Regions from separate parts of the Oryctolagus cuniculus genome. Here region 1 is linked to region 2. Evidence: chromatin contacts called from public Micro-C data. All regions are on one chromosome and are shown on one strand. Each heading gives the region's core, a stretch centred on a gene start, on an enhancer-like site or on the middle of the called end of the contact. The rest is flanking DNA. Distances are from core to core; before and after follow the strand shown. Region 1 holds the start of LMOD3 (leiomodin 3). Region 2 overlaps FRMD4B (FERM domain containing 4B).

What was found. A called contact is a pair of places that touch in the nucleus more often than the background predicts.
Region 1: a contact with region 2 is called in a Micro-C map of ear pinna, with 8 times the contacts expected there. The contact joins the promoter of LMOD3 here to the enhancer-like site in region 2. A contact is called at or near these places in 2 of 6 Hi-C or Micro-C datasets (ear pinna and an unstated tissue).

What each region holds. Positions count from the first base shown.
Region 1 is chr10:80,209,201-80,211,936 of mOryCun1.1, reverse strand. It overlaps LMOD3 (leiomodin 3), which reads right to left and starts at 1,300. Exons shown (of 4, transcript XM_008260919.4): 1 at 837-1,300; 2 at 44-344. The coding sequence starts at 334. It overlaps LOC138844081 (a long non-coding RNA gene), which reads left to right. Exons shown (of 2, transcript XR_011379486.1): 2 at 1-345.
Region 2 is chr10:79,918,533-79,921,438 of mOryCun1.1, reverse strand. The region is part of intron 2 of FRMD4B (FERM domain containing 4B); the gene reads right to left. Among named protein-coding and RNA genes, the nearest start is that of FRMD4B, 120 kb to the right of the region's middle. Within about 2 kb of position 1,493, at least 3 of the 8 cell types and tissues checked have an H3K27ac peak or open chromatin away from gene starts, as enhancers often do.

The sequences.
Region 1 (2,736 bases), core at 51-2,550, 290 kb before region 2:
CCCCGGCAGCCATTTCTCTGCCGCACACCAAATCCCTGGTTACCTCCGACTGCACAAAGGTGACAGGAACGCGCTCGTCTTCCAGCATGCGTCTGGACGCCTTCTGCCAATACATGTAATCAACAAGTGATTTATGGTCGAAGCTTCCCGTCGGGGGCTTGTCCGTCTGGTCTTTCTGAATCATTCCCGCGGGCAGGTGGGGGTCCGGGGCCATGACCTCCATTTCCGACTGCAGTTCTTTCAGCTCTTCAGGGGACAGGTTGGCCAAGATGGCATCTTCATCGATCTCCCCATCAAGGAGCTCCTCATCGGAATTCCTGCTGGCTTCCGACATGCTTCTGTCTCTATATGACGAGAAAAGAGATAATCAGAGGTGACTTTCACAAAGCAGCAGCAAGCAAGCACCTCAGCAAAGTCCAGCAGACAGCAGAGGTCCCAGGTCAACCCACCCTGGAGCTGTCTTTTTCCCAAGAAGCTCAGTGGTGTTTGCTAAGCAGCTAGGAGTGAGTAGGGCTGAGCTGGGGCCGGATCTATATTAAGCAGGGTTTGGCTGGATGGGGGTCGATTTATGGAACTACTATGCTGCTCTCTTTTCGGCAACTTGAGTCAGCTGTGCAAATCCGTCTGACATTTCAGTCCAGCTGCTGGTGTTTGCCAGTGAGTAACAGGTCTCCACAAAGTCCACAGGAGTAAAATTAGTTCCCCAGCCGTGCGTTCTCACATAGCCACACACCCCTCACCCCGGCCATACCTATGCACTCCAGGAGAGCCGCTGCTTTGTATTGAAACGAGTCAAATAACTTACGGCCCTTGAGAACGGAGATCCAGTCACCGACCTGAGTTCTCTACTGTCGAAAAATCCACTTGAACGCGGCAATCAAGCCTCTGCACTGCAGCGCGACCCTGGAAGTCGGCAGAATGGCACCGGGCAGAGCACAGTGGAGCACAGCTCCCGCTGTTATTCAGACACGGTGTAAGCTGAACCTTCCGCAAGATGTCCTTATTTGCATCTAGATCCTATGATCTAACTGATGGGGATGACCAGCACTTGAATTTCCACTATGAGTGGGGAGCTTAATATTTTAAATAATTTGTTTGTCTTGTTAAGTATCCATTAAGCCAGGAAAACTTTTAATGGATCTCTAGTGAAATGTGAGAAAACCTCAAGCCATTAAAGTACTAGAAGAACCCCCCGGAAGATTTTTTTCTGTTACCTTAGGGGGCAACATGGCTGTATTTATCCAAAAAACAAAGGCCCATTTCTTTTGACTCAGAATTCCACTTTCAGAAATGTATCCTCTAGGTATAGTCTGACATGAGGTAAAATGACAGGTGTACAAGGTTATTCAGTGTAGCAAAGTACAAAACAGTGTGTATTGCATAATATTTGTGACAGAGGCTAAAACCAATCCAAGTTATTAACACACCATATCCTTGGGAAGATACACAGGAAATCAAAAACCTTGGATAATTTGGAAAGAGAAATACATTGTCGTGGAGACAGGGCTGGGAAAAAGATTTTACAGAATACCCTCTTATAACTTCCAAACTTTGAATTTTGTGAATATAATATTTACTCAGATATACACTTTTCTTTTTTAAAAGAGTAACATGGATGGTAGAGGTACACGGGAAATAAAATTTCCCCCTTATCTCACCACTAAGTGCTACCCTATTAGCATTTTGGTTTATATGTCCAATAATTTATTTTGGGCACATCAACTCTGTCATCTGGTTTATCTGACAGACAAAATCAGAATTTCTTTTTCTAGGCAACTGTATATCCTACTACAAAATAATTTTTAAGAGCTTCCTATAAGTAGCTGTCGTCTATGAGGCTGTAGAGTGGCCGGTGTTGTAGTGTGGTGGGTTAAGTCACCAATTATAATGCCTACATCCCAAATCAGGGTGCTGGTTTGAGTCTTGTCTTCTCCACTTCCAATCCAGCTCTCTGCTAATGTGCCTAGGAAAGCAGTGGGTGATGACTCAAGCGTGTGGGCCCCTGCCACCTATATAGGGGCCCAAGAAGGAGTTCCAGGCTTGTGGCTTCAGCCTGGCCCAACCCCAGTTGTTGCAGCCATTTGGGGAGTAAACCAGCAGATGAAAGATCTTTCTCATTACCTCCCTGTTACTCTGCCTTTCAAATAAATACCTTAAAAATAAATTTTAGAGTTTATTTAACAATACCATTTAGACTGTTTTCAATTCTCATAAGCACAAGCAGATCTTTAATAAATATCCCTCTATTAAAAAAATCCCTATAACTAAATATGAGGGTACTCCAAACAATTCATGGAAAATAGACAGCTAAATTTACTGATGCAAAAATAAAATCCAAAACCCATCAAGTGTTTAAAAATTCCATTTAAAGTTTGTAATGTGAAAAAAACAATGTACAGATTTCAAAAATGGTTTGCGCTGTGGCATAGAGGGCTAAAGTCTACCTGAGGGACCAGCATCCCATATGGGTACCAGTTCGAGTCCCGGCTGCTCTTCTTCTAGTCCAGCTCTCTGTTGTGGCCTGGGAAAGCAGTAGAAGATGGCCTAAGTGCTTGGGCTCCTGCATCCATGTGAGAAACCCAGAGGAAGCTCTTGGATCTTGACTTTGGATGGGCTCAGCTCTGGCCATTGCAGCCATTTGAAGAGAGAACCAGCAGTTGGAGGAACTTTCTCTCTGTCCCTCCTTCTAACTCATCTCTCAAATAAATCTTTTTTTAAAAAATTGTTTGTATCCAA
Region 2 (2,906 bases), core at 244-2,743:
TTCCCTGACCAAACACGGTCCAGCACTATCTTTCTGTGATTACTAATGCAATCACTGGTATTGAGCTGCTCTCTCTGGCCTTGACCTCCTCCCAAGTATTTCTAAATATCAGATGACACTGTAGTGCTTACTGTGTACCAGGCACCAGTCTTAGTATTTTAAATATAAGACACAATTAATTTTCAACTAGCTTTATGAAATAGGTATGGTTATTACCACCCTCATGGCACAGGTGAGTAAGTGAGGCACAGAGATATGATGTAACTTGCCCAGAGTCACAAAGAAAATGAGCCACAGAGACAGAACTTGGGCTCAGAGAGTCTTGTTTCAGAGTCTTCTCACTTGACCCCTCCTGTTACACTGATAATTGGGCAGGAGACCCAGCTCCAAAACAGAAGGGATCTTCCAGGGGTTCCTTCCATTGGCAGCAATGCTCAACGCATCGCTACTGCTTTCTTTCATTCTCACTCTCTCCCTCTCTTCCTTTCTTTACTTTTTAAAAATCAAGGCCTACTCTACATACCACAAAATTCATCCTTTTTCGTGTACAGTTTGGAAGTTTTTGACAAATATAGGCAGTCATGTACCCAACACCACAATCAAGACTGAATATTTCTAGAACTTCATAAAATTCCTTTGCATCCCTTTAAAACACATCCCTGTCTCCATCCTAGCCCAGGGACCAGGGGAGGTTAGCTAGGCATCCATAACCTCCAAAGACCCTTGCACAGAATTCAAGAACACATCATGATTTATACATGTTCATAATAAACTATGGAAATATTAGCAGTGCCTGTGACTCAGTCACCAATGGAAATCACAGATTTTTTTTAATCACATCATCACAACTGCCTATATTGCAAAATATTATTTATATTCTTAACAACGTTGACACTATGATAGTTAGCAAGACCCATCTCTAGAACATGCTTTTTATGGAATTAATAAGAACCTTTGTTTTTATCACAAGCGTGTGTAACATTTTAGTAACTATATTTCCATATAATTTAATTAAAACACGTTTTTCTGACAAAGGACCCATATGCTTTGCCAGCTTACCAGAAGGGTCCTCTTTTTGAAAGCCTGGCCCTAAGAGAAATTATGCCAGGTTACTTCAAAATCTTCATGGAAAATGGAATTAAAAGAGATGCTTGTTTTGGTACAATTTTTTAAAATCCATGCATAATTTCTTCATAAAGTGCATTTTTCTCAGAACTTTGGATGGAAGAGCCTTACTGTTGTGGCCAAGTCAATCACTCATGACTTATTCTAGCATCCTGGGTAATAAAAGAAACAAAACAAGCAAACGTGCAAAATGCACTTTGCAAGTCATCAAACTAACATTTCAACAATTCATCGTTAAGTAATGATGAATTCTTCATTTCTGTGCGAGATGCAGAAATGAGTGAGTCACTACCGAGACAGATGGGAGAATAAGACGGCTTCTCTTTAGACTGTAAGTTGAACGGTGCTCTTTAGCAGCCAGACGCCAGGGTCCAGGAGGACTGTTCAACAGCGCCACCTGCCTTTTTTCTAGGAATCTGCACCGACATCAGAGACACCTGCTCTGCAGCCTTTGGAATAGTCACAAGGCAGACAGGGACTTCAGGGCCAGCCAAGAAGGAACATTGAGAATGGTCTATCAGCCACAACACCAACCATAAGGATGAGGCAGAAGCCACGCATTCACATTTTCCAATTATCTGGAACTACTTTAGAATCATGATTGTATTATCAAAACATAGGGCTTGTTAACACTCCCAAATTAATTTTGTCTTAATTAATTAATGTGATAGACAAATCAATAGGAAAAGAGGGCCAGGAAGAGGCAATTTCCATAAGAAATATAAACGGCTGATAAGTCTTAAGAAAAAAAATCCTTGACTTCACTGATAACCAAAAATACATATTAAAGAAATGATATCTATTTCTCTTACCAGATTGTCAAATTGGAATTATTTAGATGATAAATAAGCTGATGTCAAGACATAGGTTAAATGCCTTAAATCCCAACATGAAAATTCATAGTCGAAATACTTGTAAAGGCAATCTCTTTAAAAATTAAAAGATGAATTTAAAATTTGCTTAGAGACTCTGAGTTAATCTCTGAAGCTAATTTCAAGAGGCAAGACTGAAAGAATGAAAGAAAGATCCTAGATCACAAACGAAGCAGAAGCAATCTCAAAAATCATAGATGCTGATGATACTAACTTTACCTCTTGGGAATCAGCAGTGGCACTATAACAGCCTTTTACTTCTACCTAGTGCGGCCCTCTGGCTTTCTTGCACACCAGCCCCAACCCCTTGCTCTCTCCCACCGATGGTGACTTAGGCAAATAGAAGGTGGGAGACACGTTTTTGCTTTCAAAGACTTTCATCATTGTTCACAGCTTTCCACAGCACCGTTATCTCTCATCAATAGCTAATCTACCATTTACGGCATTTCCATAATGCTTGCGTCACAATATCCAAAGCTTCAGTGTGATCTCTTCCTTAAATTCCGCACGCACGTCTTTTACACTCAATAGTGCCCTGGTCAGAGAGGACATTTGATAAATGTTCATCAATTCTGCTGACATAATAATGGGGATGGAGTTAAATTTCACAGGAGACACAAGCTCCAGAATTAACAGCAGAGCTGAACTTGCTGCTCATTACTTTCAGATCACGCTCCCCTGAGCTGTAGCGAGACACTGTCATCTGCAGGTGGTACTGTAAGAGTTACTCTGTTCACACAGCACCCCCCACTGGCCACAGGCGAAAGTTCACTTCCAATGTACAATTTAAAAATTAAATATTGACCCTGTTGGCCTTCCACCCAAATCTCACCTCTACTCAATCTAAAATTCAAGAATACACATGGCCTTTCGCCCCCACCTTTCATGATACCTTCAACTGAAACAGAA